2 separate regions of the Macaca fascicularis genome follow, and region 2 is linked to region 1. Evidence: chromatin contacts called from public Hi-C data. All regions are on one chromosome and are shown on one strand. Each heading gives the region's core, a stretch centred on a gene start, on an enhancer-like site or on the middle of the called end of the contact. The rest is flanking DNA. Distances are from core to core; before and after follow the strand shown. Region 1 holds the start of S1PR1 (sphingosine-1-phosphate receptor 1). Region 2 holds the start of DPH5 (diphthamide biosynthesis 5).

Region 1 (5,196 bases), core at 1,225-3,724:
GTGGAATTTCTTGGTTTTCCAAATAGTCAGCAAGACAAAGATGTTCTCGAGGATGATAAAGCAGCAGATAAGAATGAACACCACCGAGGTCAGTTTAATGCTGTTCTCCCTGTCCGCGCTGGTATTCAGCTTTCCCGTGTAGTTGTAATGCCGGACAATAATATCATAGTTGACGTAGTCAGAGACCGAGCTGCGGAGGGCCTTGACCAGCGGGACGCTGGTGGACCCCATGGTGCCAACCCTGTGTCCCCAGGAAGTCGGGGTGGCGTTACTCCAGACGAACGCTAGAGGGCAGGGCGAGAGAGCCTTCACTGGCTGCAGGGGTGGTTCGATGAGTGATCCAGGCTTTTTGTGTAGCTTTTCCTTGGCTGGAGAGGGCCTCGGAAACCGCAGCCTTAAACAAGTCAGAGGAGAGAGTCAGGGAAAGAGCCACAGCATACTGGCATAATTCATTCTAGCTAAGGCACTGCTCCAATTGTGTTACTGTTGATTTGTTTTAAAGAAACTTGGGAAGAGCTCAGGGAGAGAGAATTTTTTTAAAAAATCACTGCTCCTACTCCTGTAGGTTCCACAATTGGGAATTCACCTTTTTTCCAAACTCCATAAATCACAAGTGCCCAAGAACAATCTGATTGAGTTGGGCTCCTTAGTAGCCCAGAGATGCAAATTTTCAGCGCCCAGAGAGATTAAAAAAAAAAAAAAAATCTTTTTTTCTTCCCTTTTTTTTTTTTTTTTTCCAAAAAAGGAAGAGGGGGAAGAAAAAGAGGGAGAAACTCTATGGCCACATTCACTCAAAGAGAAGTGGGAATTATGATGTTGGCTGTGGGTTGACCAAAACAAAAACAAAAACAAACAAACAAAAAAGAAGATGGAAAACAAGGAGTGGGGGGAATGGGAAACCTAGAGAGCACACCCCATTTTAACCCCACTCCTGCCCTCTCGCCACCCCCCACCCTCCCACCCCCGTATTTCCAGCCATGAAATTGTCTGAAGCAGTCACCAGCTCAGCTGCACGCTCAACACCAGCCCACGTCTCTCCTCGGAAAAGACTAGACTGCCAGTCTGAGGGTAGAGACACACACCTCTGTTCCCCATGCCCACCCCTAGCTCCCCTGTTCAAAGAGACGAGCACCACCTCCTAATTGCCATGCAAGAAATCAGATTTGCAGGAAAATCACTTGAAAGCGTAAGTCATTTGGGGGCTCTATTAATAACTCTCTAGGAGCAGGTGTGCCTAGGGTCGGAGGGCGCAGTGAGGTGTGGGCAGCCAGGCCCGCCCCGCCTTGCAGTAAACAGGAAAGCTTAGCGCCTCCGTGAAGCGACTGCCTTTTCTTTCTTCTTCTTCTTCTTCTCCCCGCCTCCCCCGCCCAACCGCCCCCAAGCCAGGGCAAGTAAATTTAAAGGTATTCAGTTAAAACCATTCATAACAGATTGCAGCAAATCCCAGAAGTTTCGTACACTAGTTGATCGCATAAATATTTTTTGCTTTGTTTAGTTTAGCCAAAACATACACAAAAGAGAGAAATCAAACTACTCATGACAGCAATAATACATGCTACCACATTTTTAATTTCGAGCGCAAAACTACTCTTCAGAAACTCACATTAAACTGCTCCCTGGTGCATTGCTAAATTTGCGTGGGCAGTTTTATTTACTGCCGTCCCCCAACACGTTGACTCCTCTCCTAGGACTAGAAAGTTACAAACAAACTAACTTTCTAAGACCGCACTGGTCAGCAGAAGTCTACTTCTAAGTTGCTTAAATATTTCAAGGTAATTCAGCAGTGCAATAAAATGAGGTAATAGAGATGAGAGCAATCCCAGCAACTCCGCGAACAGCAGAGGCTGCTCAAGCCAAGAAGCTCCACATTTCCCCCAACTAATTTTATACCCTGCTCCTGGGCAGTACTAGTTTAAGCCATTACCTACGCCCCACACCACCCACCATATTCTTTGTCTATAGGATTTCCAAAATTTAGCACCTTCCCTACTACTCCTCCGACCAACCGCAGCTTTCACTGCCCCTACCCCCATAGGTTCCACAGTTGGGAATTAACCTTTTTTTCCAAACTCCGTAAATCACAAGTACCCAAGAAAAATCCGATCGAGTTGGGCTCCTTAGTAGCCCACAGATGCAAATTTTCAGCGCCCAGAGATGCATGTTTTCAAAGTTTTTGTTTGCCTCGTTCGGCTTAAAAATTCGTTTCTGACACCTAAGCCCTACCACAGCCGGGCTCCCCGCGCCCGCAGTCCCCCGCCACTCGCCGCCCCCTACCTCGCTCAAGCAGGGCGAAGTTGCGTTCGGAGAGCCCGGGATCTGTACGGCTCGCTCCGCATCTTGCTGCTGCCCCCGACTGACTGCGTAGTGCTCTCGCAAACTTACTCGAGTCGGGGTCCCCTCCCTCCGCAGCGGAGCACTCCAATGGCCAGTCCCGCTCGCCGCGGCCAGTTCCCTGCCTGCTACGCGAAGTCACCCAGCGCCGCGCCAAGGCTGGGTGGTTTCTTCAGGAAGACGCTGGGAGGGGTTAATGCCTTAACCCCCCACGCCCTCTGCCAGCTAGGGGCCCCCGGATCTGAACTGCTGAGAAGCACTGTCCAGGAAAGATCTGGGGCAGAAGCAAAAAAAAAAAAAAAAAAAAAAAAAAAAAGAACTCCTCCTCCGCAAACAACAAATGAAAGAAAAAAGAGAGAGAGAGAGAGAGAGAGAGAAGGGGCGGAGCCCGGTAACCCCTGGATTCTAATGTATAAATCACTGCCCTCGCCCAGATGCACGCTGATCCCTGGCGGTGGAGAGGATTCTCCCGAGCCCCTGAAAAAAAAGGAGGTGGAGAGACTTGGGAAACTTTTCTCTCGAAAAGTCTGAAGGGGCAGAGGACGGCCCGGAGTCTCGTAGCGCACCGCCCTGGTCCCACACCCCCCGCAGCCCTAGGAGGATCGGTGTGCTTAGCTTGTGACCAGGAGCTCCCCGAGCCACTTTCACGCGGGCAGCAGAAAACCAGAGCCGCGGCCCGGCGAGTCTCGGCGGCGCTCTGGGGAGGAGACGCTGGGAAGGGGCTGCGAGAAGTACAGAGGAAACAAGCAGCCCGGGAGGGAGAATGGACCGGGAGGTTCCTGTTCTCCCCGCGCCACCCCAGATCCTGGTGCTCCTCGAAACTGCGGTCTGAGAGGGCAGTGGATTTCCCGGAGTGCACAGAGAAATGAACCAGCGCCGGTTTTGGTGTTGGGCAAGGGGTTTCCCTCAGCTGAGCGCAAAGTCAGACTGTGTGTCCCAGATTCTGGCCAATGGAGAGGTCGTTGAGGAGGTGGGCTGCTGCCGAGTCCTGAGAGATTCAAAACGCCTGGGCAGCTCCGGAATTTCCGAAGGGGAAGATTCTCGGCCCCGCGATGCGGAGCAACTGCAGCTGCCCAGCAGGGGCCGGCACCCTTCTCTCACTTTCTGCTTGAGAGTCGACTCAGAGGCCTCAAATCTCATTACTAGCAACCTGCCCACCCTTTTCTTTTGCTTAGATGCTACTTAAGAACGTGAGGCTGAGAGGCGGCCTTGGTCAGATCTGCCTGCGTGACAAGCTCAGGAGGCTTCTGCCCTTGCCCTACTGTTGTAAAGGTTTCCACCCAGTCCCTGGTCGCACTGCTTTCCCATCCCGGCAGATGTGAACTCAAAAACTTCCTCCGCTGTGCAGTTTCAATTGGCAGACACACCCTGTACCTGAATGACTCAGAAGGAGGCAGAATGAATAAACAACAGACCCCTGACTTCTGGGATTTTGTGAGTTTGCCAAAAAAAAAAAAGAAGTGACAGTTAATTCACAGCTGTTTTAAAGCACTCATCAACGGCGATGCACCCAATACATACCCACAACTTCAGTAACAGTACAGTGCATATAATGTGGAAACTAAGATAACGGTCCTCTAAGACTCCAGAGTAGATCCTAATTGGATTTGAGGACTTATTTCACTTAAAGGGGAAAAGATACATTGTATCTACCCAGCACAACAAAACGGGGGACTTGGCATTTCCCCCTTCACCTGCCCCCACCCACATTAATTTATGCATTCTTTAAAGCCAAAGGAATCAAAGTGAAATTTCACACCTAGTCTGTATCAAGCATGTGCTAGGTTAATTTAACCTTACTGTTCTGTGAAGTAAGCAAGCATTCCTGGCCATTTTATTGTTGAGAGAAGTGTCACTCAGACAACTAAGGTGACTTGTAGATTTTCCAGCTAGTGAGTGGCAGAGCTGGGTTCCAAAACCTAAATACTGCAAATGCCTTGCCTTGTGGCTCAAACGCTATCAGTCAATAAACAGTTAAGGAATTGAGATATATGTTCTTAGAGGGAAACAGACTTCTAGATTTAAAGTTTCACATTTGCATGCATTTCTGACTGTACGTGTCTACAAAATTCATAGAAAAGTATGCTAATGAATGTCCTTTTCAAATCACTCGTTTTCTACATATGCATACAAAGTGTATACACATGCATATTAATGAATGTTTTCTAACACCTCTTATTGTCTGCCTATGATATCTCATGTAACATTGTACTTTTAGTATTTGCACATAGTGTTACACATATCAATTCATTTAATCCTACAAGTTAGGCACTATAATTATTCTAATTTTACAAACAAGGAAACTGACTCCCAGACATATTAAGCAGCTTGGTTAATGTGGGACAGACTGCAGACTCTTAACCACTACTCCAGACCACCATGATAAACCTCAAACAGGTCCAAGAATTTCCTTGGGGATATCAGTTGTTTTCTTGTGAATACCACTGGTTTTTAACATTCAATGCTGATAAAGTGTTTTACACAGTCTAAATACTTTGCAGATTGCTATTTAATAATATTCATCTTTAGTACACATCTATGAGATATAATTGTAGATGATCCACTTATGTAAAATCAGATAGTAGGCAAATGTTTTCAGCAATGGTGTCCTGGCCAATTCCAAGTCTCTAGTTCCCATATAAGTCTCTTCCCATTGCTCTCCAGGGAGGCCCTAAAAATTGCATTCTCAAGCTATCTCCTGATTGCTAGTACAACTCCCTCTCTGCTACTGCCTAGAAGTCAAGGCCAATATTCCTACCTTAAGTTTGCTCCATTTCCAATTTTTGATTTCAGAGTGGCTTTGTCGTTCTTTACACATGCTTTAGTGTTTCTCTTTAAGAGTTTCCAGATAAAGTACCACATAAT
Region 2 (5,196 bases), core at 1,417-3,916, 210 kb after region 1:
TCTGAAAATATTATTTTTTTAAATCTGAAAATAAAAAACACAAATGATCAACACGTTGGAAAATGTGTTTACCTACTCAATAGCGTGCATATGAACTATATGTTTTGTGTGTTACAAGCCTTTCACTACAAATGACCTTCTAAAGTGGTACTGAGACAGGCATATTTATGTTTGATATTCCATTAATGACTTTCTGGTAGTTATTTAAAACATACCACCCTCTGTATTTAATAAAGATGGAAAAATACGTAACTCAGCTACTAGTGGATAATAATGATTTATGCAACAAACATTTAATACCTTATGTGCGAGGGATAGTGCTAAACCTTAAAGATGAGAATACAAATAAGATGCAGTCCCTGAATTGACTAAATCAAGAGTTTGGTGAAGAAGAAACACAAATGAACAAATATAAAATCTCATACATTGGTTAGTAAGTATATGTAGAGTAATACTGTAATAGAGGAGAAACCTAAATTAGCTTAGCGGGGTGAGGGTCTCTGGGAAGGCTTCCTGAGCTTGGTCTTAAAGAATGGGTATTAGTGATCTAGGCAGGAGAGAATGGGAGACAATATTCTATGATGACGCAGCAACACAGAGGAACAAAGCAGCATGTTGTGGGCAGAGAACTATTAGCAATTCAGTATTGCTGGAGAGAAAGCTCATGGTATGGAGTGGAGAGAGCTGATGCTAAAAAGGTAGGCAGTGGCCACACCATGAATGATCTTGTGGGGTATGTTAACAAACCTGGACTTTCTCTTGGTCTCAGAAGGATCTAAAAGGGGTGTGATATTTTCAGATTGTGTACCAACTATAACTCTCTGACTCCCTTGAGTGAAGGAGACATGATGATCAGCTACAAGAGTGACAAAATGAGGACCTGAAAACCAAGATGGTGACAGAGGGTATGGTTTCCATTGAGATATACAGGCAGACAGGACAGACTGGATGTAGGGGTGACTCCCAAGTGTCTGGCTGGGGTTAATCTGTTGATGACAATACTGTCCTCACCTACTCCCCCCTCCATCCAAGTAGCTAATATGGAAAGAAAAGCAAAATTGAAGGGGAAGGTTATGGATTCAATGTTGGAAGTGCTGAATATGACTCCGGGTTACCTAGGTGAAGATTTCCAGCAGAAAGTTAACAAGAAGCCAAGAGGGAGGAAGTCTGGATAGCAGGCTGAAATTTGAATCTGCAAAATATTAGAGACACTAGGAATTTTGAGAGAACAGCCAGTTTTTTGGGGGTTTTGTTTGTTTTACTTAAGCCATTCTAATAGGTGGGTAGTGGTAGCTCATTGTAATTTAAATTTTTATTTCCCTAATATCTAATGATGTTTAGGATCTTTTTTTGTTTGTTTAGGATCTTTTAAAATGATTATTTGTTGTGTATCTTCTTTGGTGTCTATTCAAATCTTTTGCCCATTTTTAAACAATGAGCTGTTTTATTATTGCTTTTTGAGTGCTCCTTATATATTCTCCACACAAGTCCTTCATCAGATACATGCTTTGTAAATATTTTCACAGCATGTGGCTTCAACAGTCTTCTGAAGAGCATAAATTTTTACTTTGTTGAAGTCCAATTTGTCAATTTTTTCTCATCATGCTTTTGGTCTAAGAAATATTTGCCTAAATAAGGTCACAAATATTTCCTCCTATGTTTTCTTCTGGTATAGGTTTAGGTTTTTCATTTACATCTATGATCCATTTTGAGTTTTTTGGGGCGTGTATGTGGTGTGAGGAATAGACCAACGTAATGAGAGGGGATAAAACCAGCCAGGAAGAGTTTATAGATAGGAAGTGCAAAAATGTGGATGGAACCTGGGAATGAAAAAAAGCCAAGATTCAAGGAAGCAGAGTTCGGCATTGTGGGGGAGGCAACAGGAAAATTCTGAGTAACCAGCACTGCCTGCTGAGAAAAGCAATGACAGCTGTCTTTTCAACTTGGATGAGGTCACCTTGGGAAGAGCATTTTCAGTCAAAACAAATCTTCTCTATTCATAATCACATGTAACCAACAGCTTTATAAGAATTCCCCCGGCAGAAACACTTGAGAGGTCTGAACTCCCTGAGCGCTATTAAAGGTCACTTCTTTAGGTACAGGAAGATCTGGGATTCCTGACACTGAGGGTGACCAAAGCATCCTTGGGGCACTCCAGGCATAAGGTCAAATCAGAAGCACACTCACTGCTGGGTTTGCCAATCTGACGCGTCACCAGAAGACACCTAGTTGAACTACAGGAGGATGAGAAGGGGGGATTAAAATCTGTGCACTCGGGAAAATCCGGGGACAAATCAGGAAAATCCTTCCCGCCCTCCCAGTTTCTGGAGAGGAGGAGTAGGACGCAAGGCCCCTCCACACTTTCTCCCACGTTGCTCCTCTCCAGCAAAGAGCTACTGCACTTACCCAGGCTTAGGAAGCGGGTGTTTAAGCCATGGGTTAGGGGGATCGTGAGCACGCCCGATCTTTTCCCTGAGGCAATGAAAGGGGTGCTCCACGGACTCCTCTCGGCCGACTGACCTTTCGCCGCCCTGCCCCAGCGGCCGACGGGTTGAAGCGGGGGCTCTAGTCTCCGCAGCCAGCTAGCGGCTAGCCCGGCCCCCTCCCGCTAGTCGTAAAGTGCAGTAAAGGCACCAGCATTTTGCGGCACCGTAGGTGAGGCCGGCGGCGTGGGTCCTTGCGGTGCGTGGAGCCGGCGCTTTGGTAGTTCCTTCTGCGGAAAGACGGTAGTTTGGAATTTGGAAAAGCCAGGGAACTAGGTACGATTCTGTCAGCGGGTAATTGGCTGCTCCTAGGTTTGTGTAACAAGCGGTAAAAGTGGTAGGGTTGTTTAAAACCTCTTATCCCAGTCCTTAAGCGTGACATATGCTTCCCAAACCCCTCCTTGTGACTTGCCGCTTCTCTTGTGCTACTTTGGTTGTCACCTTCGTGTTCATCACTAGATTTTAGGTGTCCTCGGTGTAACTGACGGTTTTTCTGTCCACTTCGTCTTGCAGTCTCTCTTCTCCTGAAGTTTGAAATGCTTTATCTCATCGGCTTGGGCCTGGGAGATGCCAAGGACATCACAGTCAAGGGCCTGGAAGTTGTTAGACGCTGCAGTCGAGTGTATCTAGAAGCCTACACCTCAGTCCTGACTGTAGGGAAGGAAGCCTTGGTAGGTGCTGAGCGTTCCCTAGCCTCCTGGGAAGAAAGCTATCTAACATCTGATTTTCATACACTAAGCTGAACAGAATTTTCAGGTCTGCTTGTTTAAACCCTTTGAAACGCATCTTTTGTTCATTAATGATCTGAGGAGCAGAAGAATGGAAATTATACACCAACCAAGTGACTTGGAAAATGAAAGTGTGCTTTGTCCTATTTTACAAGTCTAATTTTGTGGCTTTCTCCAGTAAATAGGAAAGCCATTTTATACTCTTGGGGGATAGTTATCAAAACCCCTTATTTCATGAGGTAGTCAAGAAATCCTTTCTGAGTTGAGTGCTAATGAGGTGCTGACACAGCCTTAATGAGTTGGTTATATATTCAGAAACCAAGCTGAAAGCTTCCTCCTTTGAAGTATGTCCATAGGGAATGGTGATTGCCTTTCTATATCATATCCAGAGAGATCTTACCTTAAATAGACTATCTCCCAATAAGGCTTATACTGATACACTTGTATACATTGAGTGAGCCTGGACTTAATATATACAAATGTATGAGTATACAGTTATATGAGTATACACTAAGTAACCAGAATATTTGTTAGTGTATTATACATTTAGTTGGCCCTCATAAGGGCCCAGTAAATTTGGGGGAAGGGTCAACTTCAGGTTCATTGTCAAACTCTAAGTAGAATGTAAATCAAATGATTAATACATATGTTATGGGAGAAGAGAGTAGATTTTTAGAATTGTCTTTGTCCTGTCTTCCAAACAAAAAATTGACTTAAAATTTTTAGGCCTTAGATTACTTTAACATTTGAAGAAGGTATTAAGAACTGCTAGTTGAATTGGCCATGCATTTAAATAAAAGTTGTGTGTAAAGACCAACTTTGATATATACATATACGTGGAGAGAGAGAGAGAAAGTAAGTCTTGCCCTGTTGCCCAGGCTGCGGTGTAGTGGTGCCATCATGGCTCACTGCAGCCTCAACCTCCTGGGCTCTAGTATCCTCCCACCTCAACCTCCTGAGTAGCTGGGACTACAGGTGGGTGCCACCATGCCCAGCTAACTTTTTTGTATTTTTTGTAGAGACAGGTTTTTGCCATGTTGCCCAGGCTGGTCACAGGTTCCTGGACTCTAGCGATCCGCCTGCCTCAGCCTCCTCAAGTGCTGGGATTATGTAGGCATGAACGACCACACCCAGCCTAAGACCAGCTTTCATTTAAAAAAATTTTTTTTCCTCATTTTTTCACTCTTAGGATAGAACCAAAATATCTAAGCTCAGAATGATAGAAATGTGCCTCTCTAATCAGTGATTAAGGAAAAGTAGAAGGAACTTAATACCATCAAGAAAAGAGAGACAAATAACAAAACAGCAGTTTGATAGAATGACATATCGGGATGGCATAGAGGAAAGTTTGGATAAAATTTTATCTTTGCTTTGTTACATGTTATTGTGACCTTGGACAAGTCCTTTAACTTTAGTGACTTTTCTAAATAGGGTAAAAACCACCTACTTTAGGTGTTGAGCATAGGTCTTAGCATAGGTTCTTAGCTATGGTACATGGCACAAAAGTGTTCAGAAATAGAAATTGTCAATGGTCACATTTCCAAACTTCTCTGAACCTCAGTTTCTTCATTTGTCAAGTGGGAATCCAAGCAGTTCTCCTGTCTCAGCCTCCTGAGTAGCTGGGATTACAGGCGTGTGCCATTGTGCCTGGCTAATTTTTGTATTTTTAGTAGAGATGAGATTTCACCATGTTGGCCAGGCTGGTCTCGAACTCCTGACCTCAGGTGATCCACCTGCCTCGGCCTCCAAAGTGCTGGGATTATAGGTGAGAGCCACTGCGCCCAGCCGAGGTCTGCCACTTGACCTCTACACTGTACTGTGTCTCTGTATTCTTAAGGATAGATAATAGCTACACAAAGTGTAACTTCACAGAACACCTACAGAGAAGGTAGGATTCAAGCAAAATGGTCAATGCTGGATCCTGCCCTACTTAATAATTTATTCATATACTCCTTTGTTTGACAGATATTATTGAGTACCAGATA

Evidence for each region. Hi-C and Micro-C count contacts between places; a contact is called where the count stands out from the background.
Region 2: a contact with region 1 is called in a Hi-C map of liver, with 2.7 times the contacts expected there. The contact joins the promoter of DPH5 here to the promoter of S1PR1 in region 1. A contact is called at or near these places in 2 of 2 Hi-C or Micro-C datasets (liver and skeletal muscle).

Annotation. Positions count from the first base shown.
Region 1 is chr1:133,172,975-133,178,170 of T2T-MFA8v1.1, forward strand. S1PR1 (sphingosine-1-phosphate receptor 1) reads right to left here and starts at 2,475. Exons shown (of 2, transcript XM_015432061.4): 1 at 2,383-2,475; 2 at 1-394. The coding sequence starts at 231.
Region 2 is chr1:133,382,298-133,387,493 of T2T-MFA8v1.1, forward strand. DPH5 (diphthamide biosynthesis 5) reads left to right here and starts at 2,667. Exons shown (of 7, transcript XM_074000691.1): 1 at 2,667-2,759; 2 at 2,997-3,154. The coding sequence starts at 3,020. LOC102128750 (a long non-coding RNA gene) reads right to left here and starts at 2,603. Exons shown (of 4, transcript XR_012417206.1): 1 at 2,407-2,603.